Linked DNA regions of Sus scrofa: all the other regions are linked to region 4. The links are chromatin contacts, called in public HiChIP or PLAC-seq maps. All regions are on one chromosome and are shown on one strand. Each heading gives the region's core, a stretch centred on a gene start, on an enhancer-like site or on the middle of the called end of the contact. The rest is flanking DNA. Distances are from core to core; before and after follow the strand shown. Region 1 overlaps MCF2L2 (probable guanine nucleotide exchange factor MCF2L2). Region 2 overlaps MCF2L2 (probable guanine nucleotide exchange factor MCF2L2). Region 3 overlaps MCF2L2 (probable guanine nucleotide exchange factor MCF2L2). Region 4 overlaps MCF2L2 (probable guanine nucleotide exchange factor MCF2L2).

Region 1 (2,783 bases), core at 240-2,739, 200 kb before region 4:
ATTTTGACGACTGTATACTGAAACTCTGTATTATTTGGTTAAGATGTTGGGCTTTGGAGTTTAGAATGAACTGAGTTCAAATTCTGGTTCTACTTAACCCTGGTCCAGCTATTGCAGATTTAATTCCATATCACTCTTAGCATTGCTTTGATGATTAAATAAGATGATGTATAAAAGTGTTTGTTATGTCATCTACACAGTAATCACTGGGCAGATATTGTGAAACTGCTTTCTAAAAGGACACTACCAGCTTTACTCTCCAAGGTTATGTAGAAGTACTAGTTTTCCAACATAACCCCAACATCTTGTGTTATTTTAGGGATGAAATGAGAAATTTTATTGCTGTTTTAATTGTATTATTTGACTACTGGGAAGTTGAACATTTTTCAGTGTTCTTGGTTTTTAAAATCTTCTAAATTTCTCCTTTAAAAAATTCTTCCATCTGCTTTTCAGGTGCCTCTTATTCATTATTAATTTACAGATAAGGCTTAGTATTGAAGTCTTCTGGTTCAAGTTAAGTATTCTGTAGCACAGCACCCAGTAAAAGAAGGACAATAGATTTGTGTTTTTTCTGACCTGGTCCGTAAAAAGATGTGAAACACAGTGTGACCCCATGGGGTGGCTTTTCATACCAGCCCAACAACTGATTTCTCGGAGCCTCTGGTCCAAAGATGTTTTCTTAGAAGTAGAGGCTGGTCTAGTTGTGGGCATGGGAGAAGGGGATGGACTAGAGGAGGTCTCTTTTAGTGCTAGGGCATATTCCTTTACTGTCATTATCTAGCTAATTAAAGTGTCTTGTTGGGGCCAGATCACAGCTGGTGCTCTCATTATTGTCATGAACAGAGGCTTGTTCCATAGTGGCTAAGAGTGGAGATCCTGGTCCTATTCCTAGTTCAGCTAATGGCCTACCCTTCCATCCTTTCTGCCCACAGGTTCTCTGGGAAAAGTAGTAATGGAGCAGTTTGTTTCTTTGTTTGGTTATTTATTTATTTATTTATTATTTTGGTTCCTTTTTTCCTCAGAACATACTTTAGTCTTTTAAATCCCAATATGACTGGAATTTCAGAACAGCAAGAGCAGAAGCTGCAGGTTTCACTTCCCTTCATTTCTTACCAGTTGCAATACCTAGACAGCATCAGCTGTTATCAGCCTGTTTCCTGCCCTCTGCCCCAAGGAGGAAGATGCCGTCAGTAGGAAGGGTCCTGCCCCAGAGCCTGCATTGTTTTGAGACAGGGGTGGGGGTTAGGGAGTGGAAACACAGGGGCTTTACTCGCTGTCTCTGCTGAATTCCCATGGGAGGTGCTGGGCTATTACTGCATCATCTAGGAGGCCTTTGTGGTGTTTGATACTTCCTGCATTTTTGGAACTATAGGTCCAGGATAACATATAATCATGTCTGTATACTTATCAGAGATAGTAAAGGGACAAGTTTTCCCCAGATCTATCTGTAACTTTGCCCAGGATAGAAATTGTGTTGAAATTCAGTAACCACTTCCCTTTGTCTTATGTGAGTCACAAAGAGATGAATTTCTCTCTAGTCCATACACATCAGAAATAGCAAGCAGCAAGCCAGAAACTTATGTATAGAACCAAGGGGCCTCGCAGGGTGCAGCAGGCACCATCACCTTGGTGGGTTATCACTGGCCATGGCCAACTGTTCCTGGAGAAGGAAAAGCCACACGTGTGGATGCTAAGGCTCAGAGTGTTCTTGCCCTGGTCACAAGGCAAGAAATTGGTAGAGATGGCCCTTGCCATGCAGGGCTGTGTGATTTGAGGAACCCTTCTTCCCACTGCAGAGGGAGGTGAGACTAAAGAGCTCCTGTACTCCCTTCCCTGTGCTGTCTCTACACAAGTGGGTAGTAGAGACTTTCAGCAGCAGGACTGGTCCTTTTGTCTCTTCTGGTACAGAGCATGAGTGGGGCTGAACTGAGCATGGAGCATGGGTGTCGGGCATCACTGAAAGCTGGGTGTGTCTGAGGTCATCTCCACGCACTGGGTCAGCACTGAGTCTGAGAAACCCTCATGCTCTGTTATTGCTGACCAGATTGGGTCATAAGGCCCCTTCCCTGAGAAGTCTTCATGGATAACCATGTCCCTCCCTGGCTGGAGGCCAGGCTCTCTCAGCAAAACCTGAACCAAAGGCAAACTGGTCCATTTCTATTATTGGAAAAACAAATCATAAATTTTAATCCTGTTCCTCTGGTAACCACAGAAGGCAGGTGAGAATGTCTCCATTGGGAGGCTGGGCAATCCTCCACAGATTCCTATGATGTAGTCACCCACTCGGGGTAGAAGAAGCCAGTGCTCCTTAGGGCCAGGCGTCCAGAAACTTCATCATGTTTGCCCTTTTAGAGTCAGGAGATCCTGGGCTGACCCAAGCTCCACACTTAAACTGTTGGGTGACCAAAGGCAAAGACAAACTCTATTTCTTCATTTAAAAAATGAGATGGGATGAGGGGATGGTTGGCTTAACTCATTTCTCTTGTCCCTTTCAGATCTTACCTCTTTAATTTAAAATGTTTAACTTTAGAGCATACCTCACATACTGAAGTGCAATAACAATATATTACATCTTATGATCTTGGTTTTTCTCTGGGGTCATTCTCTCTTAAATAGACTCCCTCAGGTATGGAAAAATAATAATGCATCTTTCTTAGATCACTGGGAGAATATATTCTGAAAAACTCTTCAGGTGCATAACTCCTGTTTCTGCTTAAATTCTCTGTTTTCCATTTGTAATTTACATTTTATTATGGAAAATTTGGAACATATGCAAAAGAATT
Region 2 (2,920 bases), core at 286-2,785, 130 kb before region 4:
GAAACCATGAGTGTTATCTACATGAGCCTGTGGAAATGAGTGCTAACCATTCTCACTTCTTATTCTTTCTTGACAGATTGTTAGTTCAATTGGATGAAACAGAAAAAGCCTTCAGTCAGTTTTGGTCTGAGCATCACCTGAAGCTTAATCAATGCCTACAGCTGCAGCATTTTGAACAAAATTTTTGTGAGGTGTTATTTTCTTGTTGAATAGAACTTCCTTTTATGGTTCAGTGATCTCTGATTTTCTCTTCCCTCTTGAACTGTGGGTATCAGGCTTCCCTCCTTTCCCAAATCCAGTTCCCCCTTATTTCTTTGATTTCCCCTTCTCGCTTTTGCAGTGGGGTAGGAATGCACTAGAATCCCATTTTCCTATTGGCAGACATGGTATTTCAGTGATGGTTTACCTTCCTTTTTGATTGATAATCTGTTCAATTTTGCTTTAATGTTGCATCTACATGTGTCTCAGCACCCCCAACTTAATCTGAAAGCTAATGAACTGTAATTTTTCAAAAAGTCTCGATAGATATGCATATGTCCTGAATCCTTTTTGGATTTTCTAGTCGTCTAGAGTACCTCCAGATGGGTGTTTGTTGGCTTATTTCTGGATTTTTCTAATGTGTCGTGTAGGTTAAGCTTGCCCTGGGCAACTTGTTGGCAGAGCAAGCAGAGTGTACAGACATTGGAGATAGTGTGACGCGAGTGGAGCAACTTCTTAAGGAACACAAAAAACTGGAAGGAGAAGGCCAGGTTTGTTTTCACCATTTTCATGGACTGGGAAGAAAGTCACTGGATGGTTACAGGTCATGCATGGCCCCTCATTATTGTAAGAAGATAGTCAAATGACACAGGAATACTCAAATCCTGCCTTTTCAGTGACCCCACTCTCGCCCAAGGTCCCCAGGGAAATATGCACAGTAACAATGTGAGCAATAATGCAGGCAGTGCAGAGTTCTGTTAAGGCTGCTAGAGCAGCCAGTTGAGGCTGGAGGCTTAAGTCAGTTGAGAGTTCCGGGTGGCACTGACCATTTGTGGGGTGGCAGGCTGGTGGAAGAGCAGCAGAAAGTAATGAGAGTATTACCCACTGGGCCGGATGTGGGGGAGCTGGGTGGTGGTAAGGACGGGAAACTTGAAAAGGGGAAACCAGAAAAAAGTAACCTATTTTATAACAAGCAAAATGGTGAAAAGGGGAAATTGGTCCCAGTTAGTTTTGTTACTACACAGAGTTGGCAAAGCCTTCTTTCTCATGCTCAAAGAGTTGTCAGTATCGCAATTACAAAGGAATATATGTGTTTCAAATTCTCATACCAGAGTTAAACAATTTCCCAGATCGGTACACAAGGCAGCACTTAGGAGTAAGTCTATTTTGAGTGCTTACAAATTTGGCTTATTGTGAATTAAGAAAACCCATTCATCTATTTCCAGAGAAGTTCCTTTCTGCTTTTCTTTAATTGGGTTCTCTATATTTTTGTCTCTTGGGAACTAAGTCCTCTGTGGCTACCACTTCCTTTCTGAGCTAATCTAGAAGCAGGGTTCCCAGATGGTAATTTTGTAGTACTAGATTTGCTTCTCAAAGTGTGATCCTTGCGCCAGCAGCATAGATGTCACCTGAGTGAGAACTTATTAAAAATATGGCGAAATCTCAGTCCCCACCTCAGAATCAGAATCTGCATTTTTAATAAGATCCCCAGGCATTCAAAACACACATTATAGTCAGAGACATATCTTCTCAATTATAGTAGCAAATGTAAACCAAGGCCACTCTAGCTTAAATGACTGTCAGTTATGGGAGTTCCTGTCATGGCACAGCGAAAACGAATCCAACTGGGAACCATGAGGTTTCGAGTTCGGTCTCTGGTCTTGCTTAGTAGGTTGAGGATCTGGTGTTGCTGTGAGCTGTGGTGTAGGTCGCAGACGCGGCTCGGATCTGGTGTTGCTGTGGCTCTGGCGTAGGCCTGACGCTACAGCTCCAATTCGACCCATAGCCTGGGAACCTCCATATGCCGCAGGCATGGCCCTAAAAAGACAAAAAAAAAAAAAAAAAAAAATAGCTGTCAGTTACGGATTCTGAGCTGAAGGTGCTTTTGCACATGTGTAAATACGCAAACTTACCTGTGCACCCAGACTCACTCACCATTCTCATCCTTCCCTGGTGATCACTCCTGTTATCAGTGATTGTTGACAGCTACACGCTGTGGAGGTAAAGGCATAACTCATCAAAACAGTTTATTAAGCAATGAAAAAAAATTGAATTTCATGTATCTGATAACTACTTATCTCAGATTCTCCAAGATAGTCCCAATTTTATGTAATTTTAGTTTTTTTTCAAGTAAACTCCTTATTAAATAGAGATACTACATATTTTCATCTACATACATTCCTATTTTAGGGGAAAAAAATGCATCATCAAGCCCAGCACCTTCATTTTTTTGGTTTGAAAAGTATAGTTTTATATATGGATATGTATAAAATGAAGGTAGCTGCTGACACACTAGGAAGACATTCATTCATCACCAAATGTTCCTTGTCCTATATTCTGTGGATATAGTGGTGAACCAGTCAAGACCCTGCTTTCATGGAGGTTACCTTCTACTGGGGTGAAAAGTAATCAAATAATCATATCAGATAGTGATATGATAAAAAGTGATTGGGGGTGCTACTTTAGAGGAGTAGTTAGGAAACGCCTTTGATCTGAGATCTAGATAGCCATGCAAAGATTTAGGGAATAGCAGTCAAGGCAGAAAAGTTACAAGTACAAAGGTCTTGAAGTAGGAATGAGGTTGGGAGTCCAAGGAATGGCTGTAACATTGTCAGCCGGGAGAGAATGAGCTGGGAGCAGTGTGGTGAGGATTGGATTTTATTCTCAGTGGAAGAGGAAGCCATTGGATGGTGTTCTGGGTTGTATTTTAAATACGGGGGAT
Region 3 (2,700 bases), core at 70-2,569, 170 kb before region 4:
ATTTCAGGTATTGGCTCATGCAGTTCTGGAGGTTGAGATGTCTTATAGTCTGTCCTCTGCAAACTGGAGATCCAGGAAGGTAGGTGATGTAGTTTGAAGGCATAAAACCAGAAAGCCGGTGCTGTGGATTCCATTCCAAGACTGAAGTCCTGAGAGCCAAGATCACTGTCCCAGCTCAACAGATTGAGGGAGAGTGTACATCCTTTCTTCCTGCACATTTTTGTTCTCTTCAGGACCTCAGTGGATTGATGATGCCCGCCCACCTTGGGGAGGGCATTCTGGACAAACCAGGGTGGTCAGGATGGTGGGTCAACCTGCATTTGACTCAGTTCTTTTTTTTCTTTTCTTTTTTTTTTTTTTTGTCTTTTTAGGGCCACCCCTAGTGGCATATGGAGGCTCTCAGGCTAGGGGTCGAATTAGAGCTGTGGCCACCAGCCTACGCTGCAGCCACAGCAATGCCAGATCCAAGCCATGTCTGCAACCTACACCACAGCTCACAGCAATGCAGGAGCCCCAATCCACTGAGCAGGGCCAGGGATCGAACCTGCATCCTCATGGATGCCAGTCAGATTTGTTTCCACTGAGCCACAGTAGGAACTCCTGACTCAGTTCTTATACAATTTCAGTTAACCATCATATTTTCTATTCCTTGCTTATTGAAAAAGGCAAATCATAGAAAATATATTAACATTAGAGCTTAATTAAGAAAATAAGTACCGTATCAACCACAAAACTGCTCTGGTATTTTGGGGTCAGAACATATTTACTTCAGTCTCTTTCACTCATATGTTTATTTTTAGGTCATGCTGAGACCAGCTCAGCAGGATGGGGTTGAAGAACGGGTGCTGTGAAACTTAAGGAAAAAAGTTGACATAAAACAAGACACAGAGACATTTATCTTAAGTAAAGGTGGGACTCAAGGTCTCACAGACCAAGAGCACCGCCTCAAGAAACCACACTGCTTTTATTGTGCTCTTTAGGATTACGTCAAGTGAGAAGGGGGCTATAGGTGGAGGATATAGGGGTTTTTTAATTATTATTTTATAAGTTCTTTTATTATTTAAAAGTCACTTAACTGGTAGATGGTTAAGCTTTTACTCTGACCTTTAGGCATTTAACAATCATTAGCATTTGAGTTAGCTATCTATCCATAGCATTTCCGAGAATCCTCACTGAGCTTCCGCAAATGGCATGTCTATTTGCGGCAACCCGGGTGTGCCTTGGTTTGCACCTTGGTTCTCTTTGCTAATGCATATTCTGTTAACGACCGCTCATAAACCACTTGGCCATGAGGTTCCTCTTTCTCTTATTCTTTAGAGGACATATGTGCTTGTGCAAACAGTGTGCCAATCTGCATGTGCCTAGAGCAACTCATTATGTCCTCATTCAGCTGACCCTATGAACAATTTATGCCTTTAGGTCTTTGTTCTTAAGCTTAAGTCATTTACCATCAGTGTGACTGTTTTTCAAGCAGGAAGATGGGGTAAAGATGGAGTTTTCAGCAAAGAGGCTAAGAAAATATTGTAGAAACATGTCTCACAACAAGGTCGTATTCAAAATGTCAGGTTTTTTTTTTTTTTTTGCTATTTCTTTGGGCCACTTCCATGGCATATGGAGGTTCCTAGGCTAGGGGTCTAATCGGAGCTGTAGCCACTGGCCTATGACAGAGCCACAGCAACTCGGGATCCGAGCCGCGTCTGCAACCTACACCACAGCTCACGGCAACACCGGATTGTTAACCCACTGAGCAAGGGCAGGGACCGAACCCGCAACCTCATGGTTCCTAGTCGGATTCGTTAACCACTGCACCACGACGGGAACTCCCAAAATGTCAGGTTTAAGTCATCAAAAATTCAATTATATTTGTTGCAGAAGAGTTATGAAGATTGGAAAATGAAAGAATATGGTGTTAAAATGTTTTCCTTACCAAGAGAATATGAATTTTGTGGCTTAAACATTGGTCTCAGAGTCAGAAGACTTTGAGTCTTAATTCTGCCTGTAGTTTTGTGACTTTGAGCAAGTTATTATTTTTAAATCATCTCTAAGGATGATTAGTTCCATCATCAATAAAGTGGAAATATTATTATCAACCTAGTGGTGAGGGTGGTTGTGAGGATTTATATTAAATAGTATTTATGCATCTAACCTATTATAGGATATTAGTGTTAAAAAGAACAGTAGGGATTAAAACAGCCGAGTGTTGCCTAAAAGAAATACATTGTCCTACATGGGTAAAGACTCAACAACTTACATCTTATTGGTCAGGTGTATTTTGATCTAATTTTTTTATTCTTTCTTTGTACATATAGCTGTATTCATGGCAGCTTCATTTATCCTTTTTTTTTTTTGGTTGTTTTAGGGCTGCACCCACATCATATGGAGGTTCCCAGGCGAGGAGTCAAATCGGAGCTGTGGCTGCTGGCCTTCGCCATAGTCACAGCAACACCAGATCCAAGCCATGTCTGCGACCTACACCACAGCCCACAGCAATGCTGGAGCCTTAACCCCTTGAGTGAGACCAGGGATCAAACCTGTGTCCTCATGGATACTAATCAGATTCGTTTCCCGCTGAGCCACGTTGGGAACTTTGGCTTCATTTATCTTAATTTAACTCCTATGAGGTCATTATTCTGTAGATTTAGTGCAGTGTCATAAATATGTCAGGTAATTAAAGTATTTTTTTGTATATGATGAAATTAA
Region 4 (2,988 bases), core at 289-2,788:
GGTGTGGCCATTAAAAAAATAAATCTACATCTACCTCCTGCTACCCCACTTGTCCTTAGGTTGTACCTTTGTTCCCTTCCTCCTCATCTGGCACTTCTGCTGGTAGCATACGAAGTGGGTGTCCCAGCACCCACTTGTCTGGCTGTTGTTCTTTTACTAGTCCATTTACAGTTACATCCAGGCAAGAGAGTTCTGGGAGATGTCCCAGTGGATCACAGGAGCACCAGATGTGTTCCTCTCTGCTTCTTCTTTTTTTTTTTTTTTTTTGCTTCTGCTTTTTAGGGTCGCACCCACAGCATATGGCAGTTCCCAGGTTAGGGGTCAAATTGGAACTACAGCTGCCAGCCTACGCCACAGCCACAGCAACATGGGATCTAAGCCGCATCTGCAATCTACACCAGAATTCATGGCAATGCCAGATCCTTAACCCACTGAGTGAGGCCAGGGATCAAACCCACATCCTCATGGATCCCAGTCGGGTTTGTTAACCACTGAGCCAGGAAGGGAACTCCACCTCTCTGCTTCTATTAGGTAGCAGCCTGACTGTCTCGATGATCAGGGATCAATGACTTCCTTGAGCATGGCAACCATTTGCTTTGGGGTTGGGGGGGAGGCTTTATATTTTAGTCTTACTGAAAATTTCTCATTAAATCTCTGATGAAACAGGCAAGGCTTTTGTTAAACCCAACTAGACACATCAGAGGGCACCTGGTTGCTGATCTAGGTGCTTGTTTCCCAATTGTGAAATTTCTTTGACCCCAGCTCCTTGCAACCCTAAAAGTCTACAACAGCAAACGCAGACTTCCCCAGAAGCTGGCAGGGACTTTGACAACTGAAAATGCACTAAAGGAGTTCCCTTGTGGCTCATTAGGTTAAAGATCCCATGTTGTCACTGCTGCAGCTCAGGTCACTGCTGTGGTATGGATTCTATTCCTGGCTCAGGAACTTCCACATGCCATGGGCACAGCCAAAAAGAAAAAAGGAGAGAGGAACGAAAAACAAAAACAAAAACAAAACAAAAAAAACACACAAAAAAAAAAGTGCTGTGAGACTATATGGAATCTGAAAGCAAATCATTGAATACTTAGGCATGATTCCCTTTCTCTTGACCAAAGACAGGTAGGTATAGGAAGTAAACACTTCACATATAGACCAGCCTAGACATTGAAGTTCATGCTCTAGGGCACCAAGCAAAAGATCCTTATTTAGCCTGGTACCCTTGGAAACATCCTGGAGCTCTTGCCTGATGTAAGCTCTGGAGAGCTGCTGGGATGAATTAGGCCGAGTGTGACCCCACTGGTTAACTCCTAGAAGGCAGAGAAAGAGCACAGTTACCAGCATAGCACACGGTTAAGGACTCAAGCACTGAGGGCTTACAGACTTCAGCTCCATCTCTTTGGATGAATTACGTAACTTTGTTGTGCTTGAATTATTTTCATCAATTATTTTACAAAATAGAGGTAATACTATATATCGTCTTGCTGTGAGAATTAAATGCAATGAAGTCCTTAGGCTGGTGACCAGATTGCTGTTAGCATATTATATAGCAACCAGCTTCCTGTTTGTTCCTCCAATAAAGGGAGGGAAAGCCCATGGGCGTAGGCATCACTTTAAGGCTTCCAATCCCTATCCCCCAGGTGAAAATGGTGTACTTGAGTTCATATGATAGAGATGGTCCCCCTTTAAAAGCTGTAATTGTCAGGAGTAAAGGAAAATCTGGTTTGAAAAAAATAGGAAATAGTTTGCCCTTTTGAAAGTTATGTGCGGACTCTACAGTTGTCCCTTTCTGCCACCTAGTGGACAGCAAGGGGAAAGCCATGATTTTATCTTCAAAGTCCAAAAACTTTTATTCTGAGGAAGACAGTTTAAACTCACTAATGGGCTCACCTGTTAATAAAGTTCAGTAATTTTTTTAAAGAAAAATAAAAGATCAGGGAGTTCCCTTCATGGCTGAGGGATTAATGAACCCGACTAGGAACCATGAGAATGCAGGTTCAACCCCCGGCCTCACTCAGTGGGTTAAAGATCCAGCCTTGCTGTGAGCTGTGGTGTAGGTCACAGACATGGCTAGGATCCTGCATTGCTGTGGCTGCAGTGTAGGCTGGCAGCTGTGGCACCAATTCAACCCCTAGCCTGGGAACTTACATATACCATGGGTATGGCCCTTAAAAAAAAAGAAGAGAAAAATAGATCAGGATTTTAAACACCAGGTACTAAATTAAATTCCCTAAATATTTTAGGATTTATGTAGTGTGTGCTAAACATCATCCACTAAAGGAAAAGAGAATACGTGCAGTCCTTATCAGCATGAATTTTCATGACCCACCTTTCCTGTTTTTCCTGCCCTTCTCCACCAATACTCTCTCTGCTTATTCTGGTACATGAATTGGGCAGGGCCGAGACTCAGGGTATATCTTCTCCACACACTGCTAGACCTGAGCTGGCACCAGGGTCATTCTGGTCGTTTTCCAAAAATGCAACTATCACTTGAAATTTTGCTGTAATCAAATCGAATATTTGTCAAGGGCCTGTATGTTTGGTTTAGTTTTTTGTTTTTGTTTTTGTTTTTTGTCTTTTCTAGGGCTGCACCTGCAACATATGGAGGTTCCCAGGCTAGGGGTCTAATCGGAGCCGTAGCCACCGGCCTACACCACAGCCACAGCAACGCAGGATCCTTAACCCACTGAGTGAGGCCAGGGATTGAACCCGCCACCTCATGGTTCCTAGTCGGATTCATTTCCGCTGCACCCCGTCGGGAACTCCTGGTTTAGTTTTTCTAGGGAGAGTATATGTGTGCATGTGTGGGCACTCTGCTTCCTTTTTTCACCATTATGTTTCCTCCCCCAGATGTTTATGAGGATGAAGACAATGGCAGACAAATATCTTCCAAATGTGAGTAACAGTAGTACGCTTGGAGTACCCAGAGCTCTTCTGAGATCCTCTCTTTAGTATTATTGTAATTACTATTAATCATAACAAGTATTATTT

What was found. HiChIP or PLAC-seq counts read pairs in DNA pulled down with a chosen protein or histone mark.
Region 1: a contact with region 4 is called in an H3K27ac HiChIP or PLAC-seq map of alveolar macrophages. The contact joins two enhancer-like sites. A contact is called at or near these places in 1 of 47 Hi-C or Micro-C datasets (undifferentiated spermatogonia) and 1 of 2 datasets of contacts at active chromatin or transcription factors (alveolar macrophages).
Region 2: a contact with region 4 is called in an H3K27ac HiChIP or PLAC-seq map of alveolar macrophages. The contact joins two enhancer-like sites. A contact is called at or near these places in 1 of 47 Hi-C or Micro-C datasets (alveolar macrophages) and 1 of 2 datasets of contacts at active chromatin or transcription factors (alveolar macrophages).
Region 3: an H3K27ac HiChIP or PLAC-seq map of alveolar macrophages shows a contact between it and region 4. The contact joins two enhancer-like sites. A contact is called at or near these places in 7 of 47 Hi-C or Micro-C datasets (blood, mesenteric adipose tissue, omental adipose tissue and 1 more) and 2 of 2 datasets of contacts at active chromatin or transcription factors (alveolar macrophages and skeletal muscle).

Annotation. Positions count from the first base shown.
Region 1 is chr13:121,339,172-121,341,954 of Sscrofa11.1, reverse strand. The region is part of intron 1 of MCF2L2 (probable guanine nucleotide exchange factor MCF2L2); the gene reads left to right. Among named protein-coding and RNA genes, the nearest start is that of MCF2L2, 38 kb to the left of the region's middle. Within about 2 kb of position 1,489, at least 8 of the 83 cell types and tissues checked have an H3K27ac peak or open chromatin away from gene starts, as enhancers often do. A contact at or near this core is called in alveolar macrophages, where this site is marked.
Region 2 is chr13:121,271,851-121,274,770 of Sscrofa11.1, reverse strand. It overlaps MCF2L2 (probable guanine nucleotide exchange factor MCF2L2), which reads left to right. Exons shown (of 27, transcript XM_021069898.1): 9 at 77-191; 10 at 630-749. Among named protein-coding and RNA genes, the nearest start is that of B3GNT5, 67 kb to the right of the region's middle. Within about 2 kb of position 1,535, at least 5 of the 83 cell types and tissues checked have an H3K27ac peak or open chromatin away from gene starts, as enhancers often do. A contact at or near this core is called in alveolar macrophages, where this site is marked.
Region 3 is chr13:121,306,935-121,309,634 of Sscrofa11.1, reverse strand. All of the region lies in intron 3 of MCF2L2 (probable guanine nucleotide exchange factor MCF2L2), which reads left to right. Among named protein-coding and RNA genes, the nearest start is that of MCF2L2, 70 kb to the left of the region's middle. Within about 2 kb of position 1,319, at least 2 of the 83 cell types and tissues checked have an H3K27ac peak or open chromatin away from gene starts, as enhancers often do. A contact at or near this core is called in alveolar macrophages, where this site is marked.
Region 4 is chr13:121,139,046-121,142,033 of Sscrofa11.1, reverse strand. It overlaps MCF2L2 (probable guanine nucleotide exchange factor MCF2L2), which reads left to right. Exons shown (of 27, transcript XM_021069898.1): 26 at 2,848-2,892. Among named protein-coding and RNA genes, the nearest start is that of LAMP3, 23 kb to the right of the region's middle. Within about 2 kb of position 1,538, at least 9 of the 83 cell types and tissues checked have an H3K27ac peak or open chromatin away from gene starts, as enhancers often do. A contact at or near this core is called in alveolar macrophages, where this site is marked.